Regions from separate parts of the Mus musculus genome. Here region 2 is linked to region 1. The links are chromatin contacts, called in public HiChIP or PLAC-seq maps. All regions are on one chromosome and are shown on one strand. The core of a region is the stretch at or near the end of the contact, and the rest is flanking DNA. Distances in the headings are between cores, read along the strand shown.

What was found. HiChIP or PLAC-seq counts read pairs in DNA pulled down with a chosen protein or histone mark.
Region 2: a contact with region 1 is called in an H3K4me3 HiChIP or PLAC-seq map of embryonic stem cells, with 13 read pairs. The contact joins the promoter of Mrpl30 here to the promoter of 4930470B04Rik in region 1. A contact is called at or near these places in 5 of 115 datasets of contacts at active chromatin or transcription factors (the 230-238 cell line, bone marrow-derived macrophages and embryonic stem cells) and 2 of 9 other capture datasets (adipose tissue and pancreatic islet).

Annotation. Positions count from the first base shown.
Region 1 is chr1:37,650,489-37,657,709 of GRCm38.p6, forward strand. 4930470B04Rik (a long non-coding RNA gene) reads left to right here and starts at 2,996. Exons shown (of 3, transcript XR_373326.4): 1 at 2,996-3,207. The region is part of intron 1 of Cracdl (capping protein inhibiting regulator of actin like); the gene reads right to left.
Region 2 is chr1:37,885,782-37,892,835 of GRCm38.p6, forward strand. It overlaps Mrpl30 (mitochondrial ribosomal protein L30), which reads left to right and starts at 4,696. Exons shown (of 6, transcript NM_027098.3): 1 at 4,696-4,803. It overlaps Mitd1 (MIT, microtubule interacting and transport, domain containing 1), which reads right to left and starts at 4,630. Exons shown (of 7, transcript NM_026913.3): 1 at 4,379-4,630. The coding sequence starts at 4,529.

The DNA of each region.
Region 1 (7,221 bases), core at 1,746-4,245:
CCGTCACGGGACCAGAGCCAGCCAGCGAGTAGCAAGTGCCTGCTGAGCCCGTTCTTCACCATGTACTCCTTCCTGTCTGTGTCCTGTCATGCCCCCGTGTGCCATCCTTACTGCAGGTGTCAAACTTATCTCATGAAAACGGAGCAAATGGCTCACTTCATCGTCACCGCTATCTGTCACGGGACTGCTGAAGAGCAAGCTTCCTAACCCACACTCCAGCTGCGGCAGGTTAACTGATGAGCCACACCCACCATCCCAGAGGATTCCCCGAGCCCACCACAGACTACGCTAGTGGAGACGTGTCTCTACCACGTGGAGGACATCCTACAGGGAAATATCATAGCCCTAACAACTGGCCACCTCTGTTGGGCCCTTGTGAGGACTGTGCCCCTGCCTCTGTGAAGCAGTGGAAAGCCACCGTGAGTAAGCTCATCCTAACTTCTCACAGGGAGTCATGCTCGCCCCAAGAACTCACAGTTCAAATCTACCCTCTGCCTTTACCACGGGCCCACACAGGCATCTGCGCTCCCCACCTGATGCCCTTGATTTTCTGACAGCTGTTAAGTCCTTATTGAAGAAAACGTATTCTTTAGACTAAATTTGGACTTCAAGGGCCTCTTCAGGGGTCTGATTAACTCACAAGGGTGCTACACTCCTCCAGGTGCTCTGCGGTGTGCAGTACTTAGTGTGTTTGTGGGTACCTGCAGACTCCAAGGGAGTCCTGTTTCCAAAAGCAGCCTCGGTGTGCGGTGGGGGCTGGTCTCCTCCTCTTCCATTCTGTGGCCACAGGCTCCTTCCCAGCTAACAGCTGAGTTCTACCAGTAGCTGCGACTTCTACCAGAAACCCTTTAAATGTGCCCACATGAAGCATGGGTTATAATAGGTTATCCTAGGTGTTCCAATCCACTACATTTACCTACACAGTGGAAAACATCTCTGCATTCGGTACACACATCTAAGCCTGCAATTACGGATGAAAGTCTTGGTGTTCACCACGCAGATCAGCTCTGACCCCTGTGGATTCTCTCAGTCTCCTGAACCTGAGGCTGGCAATAGGTGTTAGTCAACCTGAGGAGAGGCTAGGTTAAAACCACTTCAATTTGCTTTCCTTCCACTCTGTCCCCAACATTCCCTCTCTTCTCTTCTATCACCCCACATCAGGCTTCTGTGTTTACCGAAGTCTCTGTGCCCACCAAGCTTCATGCCATTATCCAAAAGGGTATTATTTTCTGAGAAGCAACAACATTTTAAGCAGAAAGCTTCACAGGCCAAAAGTATACATAATACATAAATTCTTAACTGCAAATAATGATATCCTTCGACCTTAATGGTGGGTGAGGCCTGTGTCCAGCCAGCCTGGTACAAGTGAGAAAGATTGACTGTGTGTGTATATGGAATATCAAGCAACCTAAAGTAGGCAGATGTTAGGCAAGCACTGATCTTGAATGAAGGAAATGGTTGTAGAGGGTTATGATGCACAGGGCTTTCGGCCCGTGGACCCTTCAGATCCGTGTGGCAAGGTGGCTGACGACCTATCTGACTCAGAGAACTCAGAGAAGTCAGGGCCGCCTGAGCAGAGGGCCAGATGCTCAGAAAGAAGAGCAGACATCTAAGTATGTGAATTGGTGCCTGTGAATTGCTCATAAATTGAGGCTATGTCAAGGAGCCTGGTAGAAGACCACATCTGGGAAACTGGGGAAAGCGAGCAGTGATTTTTTTTTCTTCTTCTGCCTGTTAGAGAAGAGATGGGGCTCACAGATGTGGTGTAAGCAGGTTAACAGTCAGCAAAGTCAACACTCTTTAGAGAAGATAACTGGTTCCAGAGTTCCCACATTTCTCTCAGTGTCTTACACGGAATCGAAACGTGCCGACCACACATAGAAACAGCAAGATGTGACCAGTAGTCAGAAGAAGAATATGACTTCACAGAGAGTGAGCCCAAGTGGCCAATGGCTCACAGAACAGACTAAACACTTGAAAGAAGTTGTTTGAGGACTGAAAAGAAACCTGTGGTTGCAAGAAGTAAATAGACTTCCAAACTGAAAGGGAAATATGAGCGTATAAGAACCAAATGCAAACCTTAAAGACAAAAGTGTCATTTCCTCAGTGAAGCATTCACCAAATGGTCTCAACAGTAGCCTGGAGACAGACATCAGATAAATCAACAGGCGCCACCTTCCTAAAAGCAGAGAGAAAGGAAGGGAGCATGGACAGAGCAGGTGATCTCACAGAGCATCCGTGCCATGGCAGGATGCAGGAGATCTCACAGAGCATCCGTGCCATGGCAGGATGCAGGTGATCTCACAGAGCATCCATGCCACGGCAGGATGCAGGTGATCTCACATGTGCAACCGAGTCCCAGCAGCTGGAGCACAATTATCCTTCAATAACAAAGATTATGGGGCTGAAGAGATGGCTCAGAGGTTAGCAGCACTGGCTGCTCTTGCAGAAGAGCCCAGTGCAGTTCCCAGCGCCCACATGGTGATCTGTAACTATCTATAGCTGCACTTCCTGGGGATTTGATGCTCTTTCCCTGACCTCTGCAGTCAGCAGGCATGCACATGGTGCGCAGACAACAAGCAGGAAAAATACTCATACAGATAAAAAGTAAAATATTAACCTAATTTTTAAATAATAAAGGCACATATATGTATATGAACATACACACATACACACATGTGCATGTCTGCCTGTATATATATATATATATATATATGCACATGTTATCTATCATCTACCTACCTATCTCTAGATAAATATGAAGTTTAATAATTTGTTTACAATAGATGCGTGCTACAGAACATGTAAGGAGAAGTTCTTTAGGATACTGGGGAAATACATCAGATTGAACCTGAAAGCTGAAGAGAAGAAGGCAGGAGGAAAGGGGGTGGGGTGTCGAGAACAAAAAAGGAAAAGAGAAGGAATTTAGAGAATTTGTGAATTCAAGTATTGGTGATGTAGGAAGCTTAGAATCTTAGCTCACAATTGGGCAGATCGTAGGCCTCAGAGTCTGTAGACTCCCACACTAAAGCAAAGATGAAGTCAAAGACCTCAATAACACTCCAAGGAGAATGGCATAGCTTATGTGGGCAGACAGCAGAATGAACGGCCATCAGCAGATAAGACAAACAGAGTAACATCTTCAAAATGTGTTAGCAGAATCCACAGTGCCCTGGCAACCTGGCATCTAACCCAGAAAAATAATCCGTAAGTAATGAAGCGTGTATATATATAAACATATGTGTAGATATAAATATTTAGGTAAGTGGACACTCAGGAATGTGTTCACGAGGGACATGTGAGAAGATCAAAGATGTCCCTTAGCACAGAGGAAACACAGTACGAGATACAGTGGGTAAGATACCTCCATGGGAAAACCTAAAACACCAATTGCTTTCTTTAAATGGATTTAAAGGAATGCAACAATCTAAGAAAGTAAGTGTTGTAAGTGAAGAGTGTATGTGGATAAGCCTATGCCATTAAGGTGTGGTAGAGGGGCAAGACTACCCTGTCACGAGGCTCACACATTTTACACGAAGTAGCTCAGTATTAACTCTCTATAGGCAATGATCTATTAAGAATTAGGAAGGGGGCTAGAGAGATGGCTCAGCAGTTAAGAGCACTGACTTCTCTTCTAGAGGACCAGGGTTTGATTCCCAGCACCCACATGTCGGCTCACCACGATCTGTAACTCCAGGTCCAGGGGATATGGCGCCCTCTTCTGGCCTCTATGGGCATTGCATGCACTTGGTACATGCTATAAATCAAACAAAACACCCAAGTACACAATATAAATATAAGGGTTAATTTTGAAAATTGAAATAAGGGCATTCAAGTAAAAAGCAGATTATTTCTTGCTAATGTTCCTCCCTTACAGTCACAACTAAGTCCTTCAAGCTTAAAGTTAAACACCAGACAGTAACACGAATCCATACACATAAAACCACAAATAACAAAAGGAATTCTGTAGGGAATTCTAACAGAAACCACATTCCTGGAAAAATCTTCTCCCTTTTCCTTCCAATTGATTTAAAAAGCAGCTGTACAGAATGATATTTCAATTATCCGGGCTACACCACATAGAAATGTAACATATTTGACAATTACAGAATAAAGGAGCAGTATAAGAAAAAATGTTGGTGGCTAGAGAGATGGCTCAGCGGTTAAGAGCACTGGCTACTCTTCCAGAGGTCCAGAGTTCAATTCCCAGCACCCACATGGTGGCTCACAACCATCTATAGTGAGATCTGGTGCCCTCTTCTGGCCTGCAGGCATATATGCAGGAGGAATGCTGTATACATAATAAATATTTTTAAAATGTAAATTTTTAAAACTTCAGAGGCTGGAAAGATGGTTTAGTGGTTAAGAGCACATACAGCTCTTACAAAGGATCTGAGTTTGGTTCCCATCTCAGGAGGTTCACAACTGCCTGTAACTACAGCTCCATGGGATGTGACACCCCCCTTCTGGACTATGTGGGCATATGGGAGCTTACACACTTACACACACATACTTGAAAACATTATAAAAACAAATCTTTGAAAACCCTCCTATTTCCCTGATAACTCATTGACAAATGATCTGTGAACACTAAGCCTGAGAGACCATGTGGACCTGTGTGATAAGGCTGGGTCATGTGATACATTCTCTTTCTTGTCACCCCTGACCTAGTGAGATTCCAATGGAGCAGTCAAGTCCCCTCGTGCCTTTGCGTAAACCCTGAACCCTCCAATGCAGGTGCACAAACTCACTTCCTTACCTGTGGTGACCTAACATTATTTCTATTTTGGTGTTAATTTGGGGGCCCTTCAGGCTGTTTGTTCTAAAGACAAGAGTCTGTGTGTAAGACATAGAGTGACCCTGTGATGTGTTAGAATAGTGGCTCGAGTCTGAACATAGTACCCCAGGCCAAAACGGTTTCACATTTAAGAGGTTTATTGGGAGAGAGAGGGGCAGGCAAGGAAGATGTCAGCAGAAAGAGAAGGGGGGAAGAGGAGAGAGAGAGAGAGGGAGAGAGGGAGAGAGAGGGAGAGAGAGAGAGAGAGAGAGATTTCTTATATATATGGATGGTGATGTGGTCACAGGTAAAGGTGGGAGGTAAGCCCAATGGGTTCTGGGAATATGATGGTCGTTGTCTTGGCAACAGGTGTGTAGGTTGCTTTGTCGCCTATGTGATGTCACAGGTTTCAGAGGTCCTGATGCCAACACCCTGTCCCCAGTTGATTGTGATTGGTAAATAAAGATGTCAATAGCTGGGGAGAAGAGAAGGAGAGGAGAGAGGGGAACAGTCACCATGGAACAGAAGAAGAATGTGTAGGAAGGGAGAAAGGAGAACCGTCATGGGCTAGTAGAGCCATAAAAATATGGTTGCCATGTAGGTTGGCTGGTTAGAGCTAAGAGCAGCCTAGATAAAACATAATGAACAATAACTTCAGTTAGTGATAGAAAGGTAGATTTTAATAACATGGGGGTAGGCAGTTGTCCAGTTATTGTGTTGCCTGAGGCATATTAATATATAAAGGTTGTGTTCAATGTGTCTTTTATCTGAGAACATAAATGGTCTAAGGTGGGTAGAAACCCATGACGGGATTCTTAATATCCTTTTTACTACACTTACCTATTGGGCTGAGCCTGTTTTCTATAAGCTGCCACCTTATGACCACACATGGAACATGCGTGATATGATACATCTTCCCACAATGCATGTCTCTCCAAGTGCACTTTCCATAGCAATGTTTGAACAACCCTTAGTCCACCCTCAGCCAGGGAGGTGACCTACTCCACCTGCCTTACAGCTGTGATCAGGAAAACAGAATCATGACTCATTGGACAAAAGAAAACCAAAACTGATCAAAGAAAGTAGGTATCTTTTTTTTCTCCACAGATAATTTCTTATTATTTATTCCCCTTAGCTCCTTTAAGAGACAAAGGAATTTTTTTTTTTTGCTATGTTGTCATTGTTAGGCTTGCAGTAAATACAGACACAATATATACAGCTAAAATAGGAGAACAAAGAGGCGGTACTGAACTGTGAAGAATGAGACGGGGGTGGGGGGGAGGGGGGGCTGCAGAGACGGCTCAATGACTAGATCAATCTACATGTGAGTGAAGAGACAAAGTTCAGGGCCCTGGGGTCTCCAGGGTCCATGTGAACATTGGATGTCCATGGAGCTTGTCTGTAATCCAGTGCTCTGACAGCAGAGGCAGGGGGATCTCTGGAACAGACTAGCTAGGTACGCCAGAGGTTCAGGGGAGCTCTGGGTTTAACCAGGACCCTGGGTAAATGAGTAAGGACAAGAGCAACAGAGGAAGCCTTGCAGTGTCAAATGCAGGCCTCCATATGCACACTGCACATATGCACTGCCCCCTACACACACATGAGCAGGAATATACACCCACACATGTTACACACAGAGACATAGGAGAAGTAAAAGAATTAAGCTGGGCTGGAGAGATGGCTCAGCGGTTAAGGGCACTGAGAAGGAAGGCAAAGTGAAGGTGTTGGGCACAGAGGGACAAAGCACTCACTAAAGAAACTAGAAAAGGAGGGGCAGATGGAGTGGCTAACTGTGTCAGAGACGCAGATGGATTCAGTCACTTGGAGGGGAGACACTGTCAGACTACACAACCAAACAACCCATGCTCAGGGCTGGAGGGATGGCTCAGCGGTTAAGAGCACTGACTGTTCTTCCAGAGGTCCTGAGTTCAAATCCCAGCAACCACATGGTGGCTCACAACCATCTGTAACGTCAGTTCCAGAAGGTCTGATGCCCTCTTCTAGCTGCCATGGTCACCAGGTCCCCCAGTGGTACACAGACATTCATGCAGACACTGATACACATAAAATAAAAATTACATTAAAATAAAAACCAAGTTTAGCCTCATGAGTGCAGAGAAGTTGAAAATGAAATGCCATATCCTACAATCCAGAGTGGCTATACCAATAAGAGTAATAAGTAAACCCTAAAACAAGAACATTCTTAACGATAGGAGGACAATTTATAAAGATGGAATAGTTATACTATCAGGAAAACATAATAAATATACAGTGCCCTCTTTGATCACTTCTATTAGTATATATTAACTGTAGAAACTACCAGGTTTCATTAGGACACTTCACACGTGGACATAAGATACTGTGATCAACATTCCCCTGCCTCCAGCAACAGGTTTTTATTAACTCTAACCTCCTACAAGCTCTTCTTTTCAGTCTCACACCTT
Region 2 (7,054 bases), core at 3,446-5,945, 240 kb after region 1:
ATTATTCATAGTTTCCTAATTAAACATCTCGAGTTGATGTGTGTGTGTGTGTGTGTGTGTGTGTGTGTTAGTTATCAGGGATTAAACCCAGAGCCTAATGGATGCTCATGATAACATAATAAATGGGTAACATGAGCTATCACTGAACAAGATCCTCAGGCCTCTGAATTAATTCGAGCTACATATCCAAGGTAAAATGAGCAGATAATCTAGGCTGTGAACCCTTCTACAAACCTTAGTTGCAGAATGCGTGTTAGTTTGAGTTATTTGCTGTCTTCTTATGAGTAAAGTGAATTTATGCACTTGGGACAAAAATATTAGAGAAGCCAAATGCCCTTCTTGGTAGATTTGTTTTGTTTTTATTTGTTTTTGTTTTTTCGAGGCAGGGTTTCTCTGTGTAGCCCTGGCTGTCCTGGAACTCACTTTGTAGACCAGGCTGGCCTCGAACTCAGAAATCCACCTGCCTCTGCCTCCCGAGTGCTGGGATTAAAGGCGTGCGCCACCACCGCCCGGCCCTTCTAGGTGGATTTATGCATGTGTGTTTTGTCACTGATTATAACAAGGGTTAGTTTAAATTTCTCTAGTCATCACTACCTATTCCTCTGTAGGAGAGTACCTTGTAACCCTCACGTTCCACCTGCTGAAGTGTGGGTATTGGTCTTAAGCTGTAGTGTGCAATTCAGAGATACTGTGCTTCTTTCAACATGGTCTGTTCCCTTTTGAATTCTTTCTCACTCTTAGGTTTTGCAAGGTAGTTGTTGTTTCAAGACAGGATCACCCTATGTATCCTAGACTGGACTGGAACTGCTTAGCCTGTGCTGGCCTCAAACTTGTGAACTGCCCACCTCGGGCTCCACATGCAGCCAGATAGAGACAGAATGGGATTACAGGCTGTGCCAGCAGGCCTGGCACTCCCTACTTTTGATGTGACATGTTTTAAACTCATCTTTGAATTTCTTGTTCCATCCTTGTGCGACCAACCATTTTTCAGAAACCTGTGTCTTTTTATAGTAGTTTTATAGAAGACAATCTTACCATGGCTTCTAGGCTCTCTCAGCCAGCCAGCTAGAAGTCCATGTGGCTTGCACACTTTATAAAGTATTTCTGTCTCTATCTGACTGCATGTGCATTTTAAAGCATGAGTTATGCTGACAACTTTGACCCAGTAAAGTTCATTCCAGCCTTCCCCATTCCCTTCCTTATAACTTGACTACTTAGAAATATTTTCTTCACTTAATTGTAGGGTACACATAAGGAAGTTTCGGGATTCCTACCCCTTACCTGTGCGAGAAAAAAAATTACCAGCCAGCATACAATACTCACATGCTACTAGAGTTGGCTTTTTTGCTCTTCTTCCTGTTTTTTCCCCCCTTCCCTTAAGAAAGGATGTTATGTAGCCCAGAATAGCTTCAAATTAGAAAAGTAGCCAAGACTGACCTTGAACCTCTGACCTCCCAAGTGCTGGGATTACAGGTGTCTAACACCATGCCCAGTTTTATATAGTCCTGAGAGTGAAACCCCAGGCTCTGTGCAGGCTATATAAACATTCAGCCAACTGAGATATCCCCAGAGCTGTAGCTCCCTCCTCCTCACCCTCTTCAGCTGAGGAGCTCAGAATGCTGTCAGTCATTCTTGATTCTCCCCCTTCCTTTCTTCCTCCTTCCTACCCCTTCCTCACCCACAATGCTTTAGGTATAATCATTCTCATTCATTACTGGCTTTATCCTTTGTGTATTTCCTCTGAACAATGAACATCTCCTCTCTTCTCTTGGATATGGTTTGAGTGTACCCCCTCCTTCAAAGGTTCATAAACAGGAGGCTGTGTGTGTCCTGTGTGACAACATTAAGAAGCACAGAGCCTCTGAGTGGAGAAGGGTCACTGAGGTGCCGGCCACTGCAAGGGATTGATACAGCTCCCCTATTGCCAGTTATCTCCCACAAACAGTGTTACAGAAGCACAATACAGGGGCCAGCAAGATAGTATGGCAGGTGTGATGGTTTGTATAAGCTTGGCCCAGGGAGTGGCACTATTTGGAGGTGTGCCCTTGTTGGGGTAGGCGTGACCTTGTTGGAGTGGGTATGTCACTGTGGGAGTGGGCTTTAATACCCTAGTCCTAGCTGTCTGGAAGTCAGTCTTCCACTAGTAGCCTTCAGATGAAGATGTAGAACTCTCAGATCCTCCAATACCATGCCTGCCTGGATGCTGCCCTGCTCCCACCTTGATTATAATAAACTGAACCTCTGAACCTATAAGCCAGCCCCAATTAAATGTTGTCCTTTATAAGAGCTGCCTTCGTCATGGTGTCTGTTTGCAGCAGTAAAACCCTAACTAAGACCAGGTTAAGGTGCTTGCCACTAACTCTGAAATCCTGAATTCCATCCCTGAGACATAAATGACAATGAGAAGTGACTCTGCCAAATTGTTCTCTCACCTCCAGAGATATACACTGTGGCCTTCCTTTTTTTTTTTTTTTTTTTGCTAATCATAGACCTTACGGGGGCATTTTCTCAATTGAGTTTCCCACCTTTCAGGTAAATCTAGCTTGGGTCAACTTGACATAAAACTAGCTGCCATGCCTGGGGAGGAGAGCACTAGCTAACACTGACAGTACTGATACTTGGTAAGTGCTGGATAGTTTTATGTCAACTTCACATAAGCCTAAGTCATCTGAGAGGAGGAGGGGACCTCAATTAAGAAAATGCCTAGCTGAGCGTTATGACACATGTCTTTTTAATCTCAGCACTTAGGAGACAGATCTATGAGTTCAAGGTTAGCCTGGTCTACAGAGAGAGTTTGGATAGCTACGGCTACACAGAGAAACTCTGAGGAGGGGTGCCTCCATAGGTTTGGCCTCTGGCAAGCTTGTAGGGTATTTTCTTTATTGGTGATTGATGGAGAAGGGCCTAGCCCATTGTGAATGGAGCCACCCCCTGGCTGGTGGTCCTGGGTTCTATAAGAGAGCAGGCTGAGCAAGCCATGATGAACAAGCCAGCCTGCAAGCAGCACTCCTCCATGGCCTCTGCATCAGCTCCTGCCTCCAGGTTTCTTCCCTGTTTGAGTTCCTGTCCTGACTTCCTTCAATGATGTACTACAATGTGGAAGTAAATAAGCCCTTTCCTCCCCAGCTTACTTTTGGTCATGGTGTTTCATCCCAGCAACAGAAACCCTAACTAGGACAGCAAGCTAAAAAAAAAAAAGAGAGAGAGAGAGAGAGAGAGAAAAAAAAATTTTTAAGTGGAGGTATTCTCTGTGGATAGATAAAGCTGCTCCCAGAAACACAACTTACTAAACAAATAAATAGGAAAAATAAATAGATAGATAGATAGATAGATAGATACACCCCAGTGCTGAGAGTGGGCTGTGAGTTCCCCCCAAACAATACAGGATTGCCCCTGCTTTTGGATGTCCATCAAAACTCATTCATAAGACCCTATTGCTAAAGATGCCACATGCCTTGACCACAGGTCGAGAACAAACTGGAGCTGGTTGAAAGCGTCCTCCTTGTTGGATAGTACCACGGTGTTGGATGGTGCTACTCAAGCTGCTGGGGGAGAAATGTCTTACTCAGCCACTCCCTCTGTTAAAACCAACCATCTGGGAAAGATGAGCCCATTGGCGCAATCGTGGTAAATGTGGTACCCAACTGCTTTCTGATTGGATGTGAAGTCTGCTTGACAAGAGGGACTCTCATCTGGTACTTTATACCTAACTAAAAATCAAGACTGTGGCGGTCCTAGGCCCTAGGGGCCGTACTACTACTGCTGTAGTTTTATTAAATCAACATGATGTATCTGCCAAACTGCCCTCTACCTCATTATGTTTATGCCCATAGAGCAGTGCTGTAGTCCACATGGTCAGAGAAGCCTCTTCCACCAGTACCGGGTAGTGACTGCAGAGACTGACAACTGGTTGGTGCACATAGAATAAATGGCCGTGGAATGCACCCCCATCTTGAGAATGAATATATAATCATTGATGGAGGAGGGAGAGACAATTTAGTCAGTGCTGTAGTCGCTGGTAACGTGCACATAGCTCTGTAAACAAACTTCCACCCTAGTGAAACTCAATGGATCATAGTTGGGGTGAGGGCAGGAAGGTGAGCCAGAGGAAGGAGAAAAATCATGTCACAAACTGACAACAACGAAGAATAAAATTGATTCAAACGCAAGACCTATCAAGCCTTATAGATTATATTTGGTTATGCCTCTTATGGTCCTTAGCGATAACATCGGTCTATTGCAAAGGCCACCACCTCCGTTGTCCTGCAGATTATCAGAATATAACTCCTGAATTTGAATGCTTCCTGGTAGTTAGTAAGTTTCGTTTTCTTAAGTTTCCGCTCAGTCCCAGACAGAGCGGAAACCGAAACTCGCTCACCTTTCAGAACCTGCAAGAGCATGTCAATCCCCTCCTGGTAACACACCAGAGCCTGCTGGTACCGGGACTCTGCATCCAGCTCTACTGCCCGCTTTAGTACCGCCACCGCCGCAGTGCTATCGGAATCCTGTCCCAGGCTGGACTTAGCCATCACTGTGACAACTCCTGGGCACCGCCAGCAAATTCCAAGAGCTGACCCACTGCGCTTCCAGGAAGCGCACGCGTGACGCCGCTGCGCCTGCGCTGTCTTCTATGGCGCGTTGTGAATGGGCCGGGACAAAAAAAAAAAAAAACCTTTCCCGGAACCAAAGAACCGTACGGTCTGTGACGGCAACGGCGTGGTTTGAATGTTGCACTGGGTCCACCTGCCTCTGTTCCTCTCCTTCCGGCTGCGGGGACGTTCGGAGTGGACACAGCGGTCGCCGGTGAGTGCGGTCGTGGGAGCTAGAGGCTCTCTCTGCAGTTACGAAATGACTTTCTTTCTGTTTCGAGTTGGAGGTCCCGCAGACCTATTTCTTGATCTTCTGAAAGCAGCCAGGTTGTCACTTTATTCGAGTCGTGCTGCGACGCGCGTGTCTCTGAGAGTCTCACTCGTGTAGATCTAGGTCCGAGCCATCCAAGCGTCAGTGAAATTTATTATTTTTTTTTAAGAAGGCAAAACTTGCTTAATTTTAAGATGTTGCGATTTTAGAGTGCTGAGTTTTTGGAGTTGCTGTTTATTAAAGACAGTGATTTTGCAGGCCCCTGTGATTGTCACTTGTTAAAGCAGCTGCTTTTGGTGGCTGAGAGGCCGTTATGACGGCTGCCTACTACCTTTACGTCCTGGGAATTCGAAGAAGAGAGACATTTGTTGATTTCAGAGAACGCGGTTGATTGCACGGGAAATTCAGTGTTCTGTATTTTCAGGAATGTTCACTCCTCGTTATAGATATATACCTTGACCCTTTAGAAAGAGAAATTAATTAAAGAACCACTTACGAGCTGGTGTTGTAGTTTAGGGGTAAAGAGCTGTTTACGTGCATAACCATTGTAAAAAAGCAAAACAACAACAAAACTCCAGCAAACCTTTCGGGGTGAGGGAGAGGAAAAATGGTTTTGGCAGCCTTTTGTTTTTCTGTGTATACTCATATATTAACATATTAGAAAATAGAAATAGGTTATATATCCCATGTGATAAATGGTATTTTTCAGTTTATTTTTATGTGTATGGGTGTTTTGCCTGTCATATCTACACCATGTGCGTGTAGTGCCCATGGAGGCCAGAAGATAGTCAGATCCCCTGGAACTAGATAGAGTTAAAAAAACATTTGTAAGCTTCCAGGTGGTCACCGGGAATTAAATGTGGGACCTCTGGAAGAGCAGCCAGTGCTCATAACTGCTGAGCCATGTCTCCAGCCCCATTTTTCTGGTATTTGCAACAGTACAGAGGAAAGTTGTTGTACAGTAGATGGCAGTATAATTGCTTCAAGGTCCAAAAGCTACGCACATAAGAATAATGCCTACTGTATTGAAATGAGTTGCAGCTCAGAGCACTTATATTCTGTATGCAAGGCTATGGGTTCAATCCCCAGTACCTTCCCTCACCAAAAGGAAAAACAACAACAACAAAAAGCAGTTTTGATGGTGCTGCCTGCTTATATCTGAAATTAAACTTCAGCAGAGAATCTTGAGTGCCGAAGCTGCTTTGAGAGACACATCTATGACTTGAGCAGATCCAAACCAAAATATAAAGTCCTTGTCTTCTGGCACTGTCCCGTGTACAGAGTGGAGACAGCCACTAAATGGTAAACCAGCAAAGTACAATAGAACACGAGTACTCAAGTAAGGCAAGGTGCAGAAGTGCTGGCAGGGCTGTGGCTGCGAATGTTAAGCTGTTTGGTGGAGGTAGTCCTCATTCAGGACTGAAACAGCGTGATCCAGGTAGACCTGTTGACAAGAGAAGGTTTGAGCCAAAATAGGGAGAAGACCTCCAGCTTCAACTAGGTGTTGAACCCAGAAACTCATGCATGCCAGGTAAGCGTTGTACCTCTGAAACATATTCCTAGTTCCAGCTTTAATTTTTTTTAATTTATTTTTTAATAAATGAGCTTTTAGCTTTAGGCAATTTTAGATTTCAAGAGAAGTGGTGAGTGAAGCTTAGTACAGGGACCTGTACCTTCCCTGCTCAGTTTCTGCCTTTATCATCAAATATTAGTGTAGGGTGCTCAGTGCAGCTGCTGAACCAAATTGGTACGTTATTAACGTCATTTGCTTTATTAAGACAGATTTCTTTAGCTTTGTTGGGTGTCCATGTCCTATTATATTCCAGGATCCAACTCAGACACCAATGTAGTGTGTATTGTATATAATGATGATTGTGTAGCTCTTGGGTTCTTGGCCAGTTTCTCGGGTTTCTAGTTGTGATGACCTTGGCAGTTTCGAGAAGTGAGATATTTGAAAATGTGTTAATGAAGTGTTTTCCACAGTTAGGGTTACTATTGCTACGATGAAGCACCATGACCAAAAAAAGGAAGCAAGTTGGGGAGGAAAGGGTGTATTTTCCTTTGAGAGACACATCTCTCTTCTACATCATAGTCCATCACTGAGGAAGTCAGGACAGGAACTCAAGCAGGGCTTATGGCAAGGTGACATAAAATTAGCTAGCACACACAATAACCCTCAGTCCACGGTGGTTTT